Linked DNA regions of Hordeum vulgare: region 2 is linked to region 1. A link is a contact called in public Hi-C data. All regions are on one chromosome and are shown on one strand. The core of a region is the stretch at or near the end of the contact, and the rest is flanking DNA. Distances in the headings are between cores, read along the strand shown.

Region 1 (5,055 bases), core at 1,491-3,990:
GATCAAACACGAAAGATTAAGTCATCCAAAAGACAAAATGTTTTATGAAACCAAATAAGAGCAAATAAAAGGCAAAACTCTCTCTGGAAGCCCCCGTCAACACACACGCGCGGTATCTGACCGAACGCGACAGCACGGCGAGGCCCTAAACGCCCGTGAAGCTTCCGCCGTTGCGCTGGAGAGGGCATGTCGTCGATGTCGCTGCTCCCTGTCCGACCTGCTCCACCAGTTCGCCATGCCAGAGGCAACTAAGCCACGTCGACGCCGGCCCGCTAGAACTGAAATGGGCTCCTCAGGGCAAGGGTTGCGCCGCCAGCCACCCAGCGTCACCAGGCCACCTCGCCACCAAGAGCATCAACGTTACCGCGCCTAACGCCGGCCCGTGCTGCCAGGGAGGCGGACCGTCGTGCGTCGAGCAGCACCTGCCGCCGAACCTTGCTCGAGGAAGGGCGTTGCGCGTGGGAGAATGGAAGACCCGTCGTCGCCGAAACCATCCGACCAGATCCGGGAGCACCCTCCGACGGCAACAAGGAACGCCAAAACCACCCGGCCAGATCCAGGGGCACCCTCCGACAGCAACATGAGAGAGAGGAGGGGGCGCGAGGAAGGGAAGCGGGGGAGGCGGCACGAGGCGGGATAGAGAGGGTGGGGGTCCAGTCAGCAAAGGAGGCCTCGGCGATCAAACTGAAGCTGCGGTCCACGCACGTGGAGGTCTCTAGTGCAGCAGACTGGAAAATGCTTTTCATTTAAACCAGCTCTGGTTTTCATTTGTAAATTAAATTGTATATAAATCTTTAAATGTTAAACCGAGGAACCGACAGCAGCTACTGCCGATTTTTTTCCACAGAATGTTTACATGAATTTCCACTTTGTCTGAACGTCGTGTACAAATAAATCGTAACAAAATGTTCTATACTAGCGGCTAAAAGAATTCGCTACATGTTTAATTTTATCTGTACCCAAGCCAAGGAGAGGGCAGGAGGTGATTTGATCAGAAAAATGTGGTGCCGGCAAAGCCGCGGTGGAGGAGGTTGTGGGCGATGCTGTCCCTTTCCTGCTTGGCGGTCTCAGAGCGAACAGGGGTCTCCGGCATGGTATCGTCGTCGAAAAGAGCAAACTGGACCTCCGGCTCGAGCTCCTCGCGGCGCATCTCGCAGATATTGTGCAGGACGCAGCAGGCGCCGAGCACCACGGGGAGGTCCTGGAGCTTCACCTCCGTGCGCTTCTGGAGGCACGCCCACCGTGTCTTGAGCCGCGCGAACGCCTCCACGGCCACGTTGCGGATGTCGCCGACCTTCTCGTTGAAGGCGTGCTGCGTCCATGTCAGGTTCTGGTGTGTGTAGGGCACGAGCACCCAATCCATGAGCGGGTAGCTTGCGCCACCGACGAGGCAAGCGTCGTGCATCATACCCGCCGCGGCGCGCTGGTGCAGCATGGATTTCTCGAGCACCTGATCGTCTGGCATGGAGCCCGGCCAGCCGATGCAGACGTCGGTGAAGGCGCGGTCAGGACCGACCACCCCCTGGAGCGTGATGGAGTAGGATGTCTTCTGATTGCGCTCCGTGTGCCGACGGTTGAAGTAGGCGGCGACGGAGATCTTGGGCGCGATGATAGGGATGTGCGTGGTGTACATGGCTCCGATGACGCCCGGAACGCCAAAGGATCTTTCGAAGCCCTCCTTGAATCTGCCGGCGGCGGCCTCATCGGGCCATTGGAGGAAGCGCGGCATGAGGACAGACTTGATGGCCCCGCAGACCTCGAGGACGAGCTTGTGGCATGTGGAGATGCCGAGGCCGAAGCGCTTGGAGACGAGGCGGAGCGGCTCACCGGTGGCGAGGCGCCAGATGCAGACGGCGACGCGCTGACGCACGGGGATGGCCGCGCGAAGCATGGTGTCTTCCTTAGCCACCGCGGAGCCGAGCGCATCGCAGATCATGTCGAACGTCTCCCGGCCCATCCTGAAGGCGCGCCGAAACTCTGCCTCTGGGAAATCGGGGCTGTTGCACTGGTCCCACCACGCCTGCGACCGGTCCTTGACCCACAGACGGCGTTGGTGGTGGCCTGCACGCGGCGGCGAGGCCGACGCTGCAGTGTTGGTGGCGGCCTCCTCGGCAGCCACGACGGCCGCTGCCGCTGCCGACGCCGAGAGCTGCGAGCGCCTGGAGCGCGCAGCGGCCTCAGACTCGGCGTCGGCATCAAAGCTGCCCTCCATCTTGGCGAAGTAGTCCATCATGGCCTGCGACTTGTTGTCGGCGTTGGACTCGAGAAGCGCGAGCTCGCGGCGGGAGGCATCGGCGGCCCCCGCGCTGTCGGCGTGGCCCTCGGCCTCGAGCGCGGCGAGCGAAGTTATTATGGTGGCGATGGAGCGCTTCCTTCCGTTGTTACCGGCGGGCGGTCCGTCCTTGATGGAGTCGTCCCCTCCGCGCTTCCTCCGGCGGTTGTTTGGCATCGCGGCGGCGGCGACGGTTTCGTCGAGCGCGAGCGGCGACGCGGCGGCAGCGTCCTGCAAGAAAGAGTAGTAGAAGGCGAAATCGTCTTCTGCCGCAGCACCTCCTCCGCTGCTGGGGCGGGCGCCGGATGGGGATCTCATATACGTCACGGTAGCTAGTAACGCTGGCCGGGAGCGCGGGAGTCGCGATTGGTGCGGTGGTGGGTGCGGGTCAGCGATTGAAGAGGAAACGAAACGAAACGAGAGAAACGATCGTCCTGTGATTGGTAGGTGGAGAGGCGAGGAGACTGGTGTGAAATGGGGAACGATATAAATACGCCGTGATGCGACGAGGCCGATCGATGGCGATGTGTGAACGCGGGGGTTGCTTTTTGGACAAGGAAGGGGAGGCAGGAAAGCGAGACCGGCCCGCGCCTGCGCCGCGCTGGTGTGGAGCAGGAGCAACCAGGAAGGTGGCCGCGCCCCGAGGACGCGGTGTGGCGGGTGGGCACCCACCGGCTGACAGCGAGCGGGTGCGGGTGCGTGCCGCGGTTCACGCGGTTTCGCAGATCCGCACGACACCGCGTGGACTGGACTCCTCCTCTCCTCGACACGGCGCGGCGCGGTGGGGAATGGAGACTAGCGGACGAACGTGGTCAATGGGATGACATGCCGGCGTGGCACCATCATCCTCACGTGCGAGCTGGTAAACTGGAGGAGTACTGTACGTACAAACTGTCAAAATTTGCTGGTGCAGTGCTGCTAATGAATACGAGCCATACAGTCCCCGCAATTAAAAAAAACGAGCCATACAGTCCCCGCAAAAAAAAAAAAACGAGCCATACAGCGGTGAGATCGAGAGCTGGGCCGGCCACGGTGATCGAGAAACCGCGGCGGCATGGCGTCCTTTCGTCGTGTCGCTGACGTTTTTGGCAAGGCTCAAGGACCCACAGTCATCTATCTGGATTGTTCATCGGTTCAAGCGTTCCGGTTCTCTCTTGGGCGTCTCCAATGACGTCACTCAATTTTACTGCAAACAACATGGTGCCACAAACGTGTGCAGAGATCCTGCTAACCGACCATAAATGGAAAGGTAAAACTTTTCAAAGCACCTGCAACCTCTCGACCCAAACGGACGTGCATATTTTATTTAATTGGATTGTGTTTGCTTTTGTAATTGAATCGCCGCTTGCTTCCAACGCGGACAATGATCCATTTTTAGGTGTAGCAAAAAAAAAATAGACAATTTTAAAATAGAGAAACCATTGTTAAAAATTTAATGCCGGCCTCGAAGGCCGGCGATAGTCCACATTACATTAAATGTAAAATTAAGTAAACTAAAATGAGGAGACGCGTTGCCCTAGACATTCTTCTCGTCGTCGTCGTTTGGACCGGTGAGGTCGACGAGGGTCAGCGTCGGGCCAGCCCAGGGAAAGGCCGTCTCCTAAGCGACAACGACGTCGTTCGCTGGTGGTTGCACCGACGCTCGGTGGGCAGCACGTCGCTCCTTCTCCTCAGCTTCGGCCTCGCACTCCATCTGCTCGATCCGTCGGGCCTCTACGTCCTCTTCTCTCACCCGCCGCTGTCGTTAGTGGACCTTGGATCTCGGGTAGGGGGTCCCGAGCTGTGGACCTTAGATCGATGAATTACAGGGGACGAAGGAGACGATGTTTTACGCAGGTTCGGACCCTTTTGATGGAGGTAAAACCCTACGTACTGCTCTTGTTTATATTGATGATGGAGTATCGAGTACAGAGTTGATCTACCTCGAGATCGTATGTCGTGGTCTAAACCCTAAGAGTAAAGATCATATGAATATGAGATTGTCTACTGATTAGCCTGGCCTTGGTTTATATAATGTATCGTAGGCATATGCTTTAGTGGAGTCCTTGTCTTGTGTGTCAAGTCTTGTGGAATCTCCCTTGTATGCATCATGGGCTGTCCGAACTAGCCCATGAGTGAACCGTCATGGGGTCCTCGGTTGGCCCAATGGTCGGGAGACAACGTGGTGAATACCTCCTAGTCCAGGACACCATCAGTAGCCCCCCTAAACCGATCTTCAAGTTGGGGATGCTCCTCGGTTCTTCCGAACTGTTCTTCATCTTGTGTCGTTGGGCTTGAAAACCGGTTCAACAAATCTTTCCATCTTCGATCTTGAGGGTCGCCGAAGTGTATCCGAAGAGTCCACACGTCGGGCATCCGAGGAGCCCCATTAAGTTTTTGTCCTTTATCAATGCCTTGTAATTTTTACGCTACACCTCGAGTTTGGAGTGTTTCCCAAGCGGTGGTGTCCTCTTGCGTCCAAGCTCCACCGTCGAATTGCATCCAAGGTGTCATTTTGTAGCCAAGCTCCAACACTAGTCAGCATTCGAGGTATCCTCTTGCATATGAGCTCCAACCCGAACCGTATCCGAGGTGTCATTTTGTAGCCAAGCTCCAACGCTAGTCAGTATCGAGGTATCCTGTTGCGTCTGAGCTCCAACCCGAACCGTATCTGAGGCATCCGAGGCGTCATAAATTACCTCGACCTTTGAAAATTCGAAGGAATTCATCCGAGCTTAAATGTAGGAATAGTCTTTTATGGAGCCAGTCATTCGCATCTGAACAATATGCCCGACTACTTCCGA
Region 2 (5,055 bases), core at 981-3,480, 580 kb before region 1:
GGCTGAACTGGAGAATGGCCATCTTAATAGAACAGGAATAGCAAATTACCTTTCTTGGAAGATTGACTCTGCCGAATATCCCCAAGCTCTCTACGTTTTTTTAGAATCCGTGAACGCATCCTGTTGTCAAAATCCTCCTCATTCTCATCTTCAGGAGAATCATCATTTTCTGGATCATGCTCTGGCTCTCTGGAGTCAGCTTTCTTCGAGATTAAAGCCTCCCTGATAGATAGGACAGTTTCATTTTTCTTCTCCTCTTCCTCCTTGGACTGGATAGTTGCAACAAGCACAATGGTGTTCAAATTTGACAAGGTCTAAAAAATATTCAATAGTAAGCGAGTAGATCTTATTAAGCAAAACCTGACCAGAGCCCAGGATACAACTCATGTCTTAAACCAATTCAACACGAAAAATGTATTTGAGTTATTGACAGTGTATAAAGGGAATATATATTTAATTACATGAATAATCAATAGAAGACGAAATACAGGAAATTAGTCCAACAAAGCACTCTGTACAAAAGTGCTCTTTAGGTAATTAGTGCTTTTAAATAGAGGATGCTAGAAAAAAATAAGAAAAAGGTCCCATTTAGTTGACGAAGTAGGAAAGCTAGCAACACCTATTTCTGGTTTGGTATGCACACTAACACAGCAGAAGTGTGATGCGCAGTATAAAATGCCATGTCTGCCAGTTGGACAAGGTCTCTAGGTATTTCTAGTCCAATATGTTTGCTAGCAAAGGATTGGTTAACATCCTACAGATTTCCCCAAGCACAAGTGACACAATTGATAATACTGACCAGTTGTTCAGCCTGTGGTTCCACTTTAAGAAAACGGGGGTCATCCAGCACATCGTGGATACTCTTTATTTTGTCCTTCACAAAAGAAGCTGCCTCATTCTCCTCCTCTTCTACTTCATCTCCAAACGAGAGCACATTAAGTTGCCTATAGGATGAATGGACAAGTCAAATGAAATCCAATACCACTACCTTATCTTTGCAAGGACAATTGGTTCCAACATGCAGAGAACATACTTAACAGCTTTCTTCTCTGGTTTCTTCTCAGCATCAGCCTTGGGAGCAGGCTGAATCTTCGTAAGTTGTCTTGGAACTATATCATCAAATGGGTTCCAGAGTACCTATAAAAGCAGAAACACACGTAACTAATCAACAACCACTTAGGCTTCATAGGTAACAGAAAAACAGATAGAAGAATCTGCTTTGTTGGAGAAGTATTCCAGAACTAAATGAAACATGAGGGGGAAAACTACCTCGACTGAAAGAACTTTCTGCGGGTATACAGGCCGATCATCCTTATCAGTCTCGATATCAGCCAAGGCCAGAAGATTGAAGATAGAATCCCCAGTGACCTGGACGCGTGCACACACACACGGTAAACTGTAATCACCTCCAATGAAACAAAGGTTTACACCAATACATGCACCACGGGGACAGACAAGCTAGACACATACCTTCCCAAAAATTGTATTCTTCTTATCAAGCCAATCACAGCGGTCAAGGGTAATAAAGAACTGGCTTCCATTAGAATGAGGTGTCCCCGCATTGGCACACGCCAATAAACCCCTGTGATTAAACCTCAAACGTGAATGGAACTCGTCAGCGAACGGTGCCCCATAGATGCTCTCACCCCCTGCAGGTTGATATCTGATAATCATCAGGTTCAGTTCAAAACACCCCCAAATCCACCAATCACATATATGGCTCAAACAGATAGTTAACCAGGCACAAAATTCTAAACTTAGACACAGATCATTGTAAAGGCCGACAGTGAAATCCGGAATCAGAAACCCTATATTATATATATACAGGTCTGGTTAGGGTTTAGGATCTCACCGGAGCCGGAGCCAGTGGGGTCGCCGCCCTGGATGAGGAAGGACTTGATGACCCGGTGGAAGAGGGTGCCGTCGTAGTAGCCCTCCAGGCATAGCTGAACGAAGTTGCGCGTGGCCTTGGGGGCCTCCTTGGCCCACAGCTCGATGTCGATCGGGCCGGCCGTTGTCTGCACCACCACCTTCCCCTTCGTCGGCGGCTCCAGCACATACACCGACGACATCTTGCCGGCCTGCCCTACGCCGCCGGCCGCCGCCTCGACTCTCGCGCTCCGGCAGGTCGGCCTGTCTTGAGGAGTGTGGTTCCACTGGTTCGGGTGGTCTTCGCCTGCGCCTGTTTGCGCTCGATTCTAGAACCGCCTCCACCAAATCGCCAGTTCCACGAGAAAGGCCGCTGAGCTATTTACACGCCATGAAATACGTCTCCTTAACGTGAATGCGGATTCACTTCTACTCCGTATTCTCATATGTTAAAAAACTGCTGATATATTTTGAGACCTCTAAGAGCATCTACAGTCAGACCCCTCAAACGTCCACGACCACGTGGACGCGCCCCGGCACGTCCCGGATGCATCCAGACGGTCCATCATATTTTGTTTTGTGCATTCACATACCTCGTATCCTCAAAGCACAATTGTTTCACGATGGTTTTGATAATTGATCACAACAAATGTATCATTGGACTAATATGTTTTTCAAGTATATTTCAGAAAAGTTCAAAAGATGTTTTGGCTAAAGGATTATGTGGAGATGTCCCTTGATACAAGGAAGGAATAATATTGGCTCAAACTTCAAGCTAGAAGACTCTTCATTTTCTATTTTGTGAGAAATCACATTTATGTTCATAGAAAAGCCAATACTATTAAAAGGGAGTGAGGTAGTAAAATAAACTGATTGTTCAAAATTCTATAAGTTAGCCACCGAAATACTCTGTCATTTTTCTCACAAAAACATTTTGTCAAATTTCACATACACAAATTCGGTGTCACCAACTTACATATTTCAGACCCGCCGAGTTTGATCTCACACAGGAACTCTAGCCATTCCCACCAAATCGGTGCAACCGAATCCATATCGGTGCTAACGAGTTTGGGTGACCAACTTTCGGGTGCCTCGATACACAAAATCGGAATTTCCGAGTTTGAGTATCGATGCCACCGAGTTTGGTCATCTGACCGTTAGCCACCTTTTCGGTGCCACCGAGTTTCATATATCGATCTCACTGAGATTCAAAAGTTCACACCTTTGTGCTAATCGGTACCACCGAGTTTTCAACTTCAGTGTCACCGAGTTTGCCACTTTGTGTGTAACGGTTGGATTTTGGTTGTTACCCATATATATACCCTTCACCCACCTCTCATTCATGGGAGAAGCACTCAGAACACACACTTCATATCCAGATCCATTTTCTGATAGAGAACCACCTACTCATGTGTTGAGACCAAGATATTCCACTCAATTCATTTGAATCTTGATCTCTAGCCTCCCCAAACTGCTTTCCACCAAATCAACCTCTCCTACCCATGCATATTCTGTGAGAGAGTGATTTTGTGTTGAGGAGACTATCTTTAGAAGCACAAGAGCAAGGACTTGGGAGCCTCCTACTTCGTGTTGTGGAGTTGAACCAAGATGTTTGTAAGGGCAAGGAGATCGCCTACTTCGTGAAGATCTACCGTCGGTAAGGCTAGTCCTCCATGGACGGAAGCCGTGGTGGAATAGACAAGGCTGCTTCTTTGTGGACCCTCCGTGGGTGGAGCCCTCCATGGACTCTCGCAACTGTTACCCTCCGTGAGTTGAAGTCTCCAATAACATGAACGTACGATGGCGCCACCTATCGGAACCATGCCAAAATTTGCCGTGTCAACCTCATGCGTTTAATCTCCCTACCTTACTCATGTACGTTACACTTGCATGTTTTACTTTTTGCTGCTACACTCTTAGAAATGCATGTGTAGGGTGTACTTGACTTGTTATAACTACCATAGCTGCCTCTCAACTAAAATTGGGAAAGGGGAAAAAATTATCTTGTCAAGTAGTCTAATACCCCCCCTAGACATAATTTCGATCCTACAAGTGGTATCAGAGCTTTGGTCTCCATTTCATTGGTTTAACAACATAGGAGAGTATGGTGTCTAGTGAGGGAAATTATCATCGTAGAGGTCCTTACTTCGATGGCGCTAATTTTGCTAGTTGGAAGCATAAGATGAAAATGCATATTCTTGGTTTTAATCCTCATGTTTGGGCTATTATTCGTGTTGGTGTGCAAGGTGATTTCTTGTGAGAAGGGCGTGAACCAGATCATGATGCGACAGCTAATGAACTGAAGATGATGTAACTTAATGCACAAGCCTGCGACATCGTCTTCAAGTGTCTCTGCCCGGAAGAATTCAACCAAATCAGTCGCCTTGAGAATGCAAAAGAAATTTGAGATACTTTGATCGATATGCACGAAGGTACTGATTCTGTGAGAGAATCTAAGTTCGATGTGCTTCAAAGTCAGCTTGACAAGTTCAAGATGAAGGATGGTGAAGGTGTCACTGAAATGTACTCTAGGCTAGCTCTCATCACCAATGAGATTACCGACTTAGGAAGTGAAGAGATGACCAACAAATTCATCATCAAGAAGATACTTAGAGCTCTTAATGGAAAGTATGGCACAATGTGCACATTTATTCAAATGATGCCAAACTACAAAGATCTCAAGCCAACTGAATTAATTGGTAGGATTGTCGCTCATGAGATGTCACTCAAGGACAAAGATGAGCTGCACAACAAGTCAAGCGATGCTTACAAAGCTTCATGTGATGCTCCTGCTACTTCAAAGGACAATCTTGTCACTGATGAAGAGATAAGCCTCATGGTCAGAAAATTCAACAAGTTCTACAGGAGTAGAGGCAAAGAGAAGAGCTCAAGCTCAAGACATGATGATAAGCGTTCGTCCAGTCGTGACCGAAACTGCTACAATTGTGGGAAGCCTGGTCACTACTCCAATGAGTGCTCATCTCCCTACAAACGAAGAGAAGATTCACCTCAAAGACGAAGCTCAAGAGATGAGTCACCTCACAAATAGAGAAGGAATAGAGAAGATCGTCATGAACGAAGACACTCACGGAGAGGCAAGGAATCGGAGAAGAAGGACAAATACACCAAGAGTAGCTCAAGAAGAAGACATCAAGCTCATGTTGGTGAATGGGTCTGTGGCTCCAA

What was found. Hi-C and Micro-C count contacts between places; a contact is called where the count stands out from the background.
Region 2: a contact with region 1 is called in a Hi-C map of seedling, with 5 times the contacts expected there. The contact joins the promoter of LOC123443765 here to the promoter of LOC123443764 in region 1. A contact is called at or near these places in 1 of 6 Hi-C or Micro-C datasets (seedling) and 1 of 1 datasets of contacts at active chromatin or transcription factors (embryo).

The regions. Positions count from the first base shown.
Region 1 is chr3H:331,637,006-331,642,060 of MorexV3_pseudomolecules_assembly, reverse strand. It overlaps LOC123443764 (protein ANTAGONIST OF LIKE HETEROCHROMATIN PROTEIN 1-like), which reads right to left and starts at 2,740. Exons shown (of 1, transcript XM_045120288.1): 1 at 802-2,740. The coding sequence starts at 2,590. The coding sequence ends at 992.
Region 2 is chr3H:332,213,678-332,218,732 of MorexV3_pseudomolecules_assembly, reverse strand. It overlaps LOC123443765 (peptidyl-prolyl cis-trans isomerase CYP57), which reads right to left and starts at 2,230. Exons shown (of 11, transcript XM_045120291.1): 1 at 1,853-2,230; 2 at 1,471-1,649; 3 at 1,270-1,368; 4 at 1,034-1,137; 5 at 812-944; 6 at 50-269. The coding sequence starts at 2,072.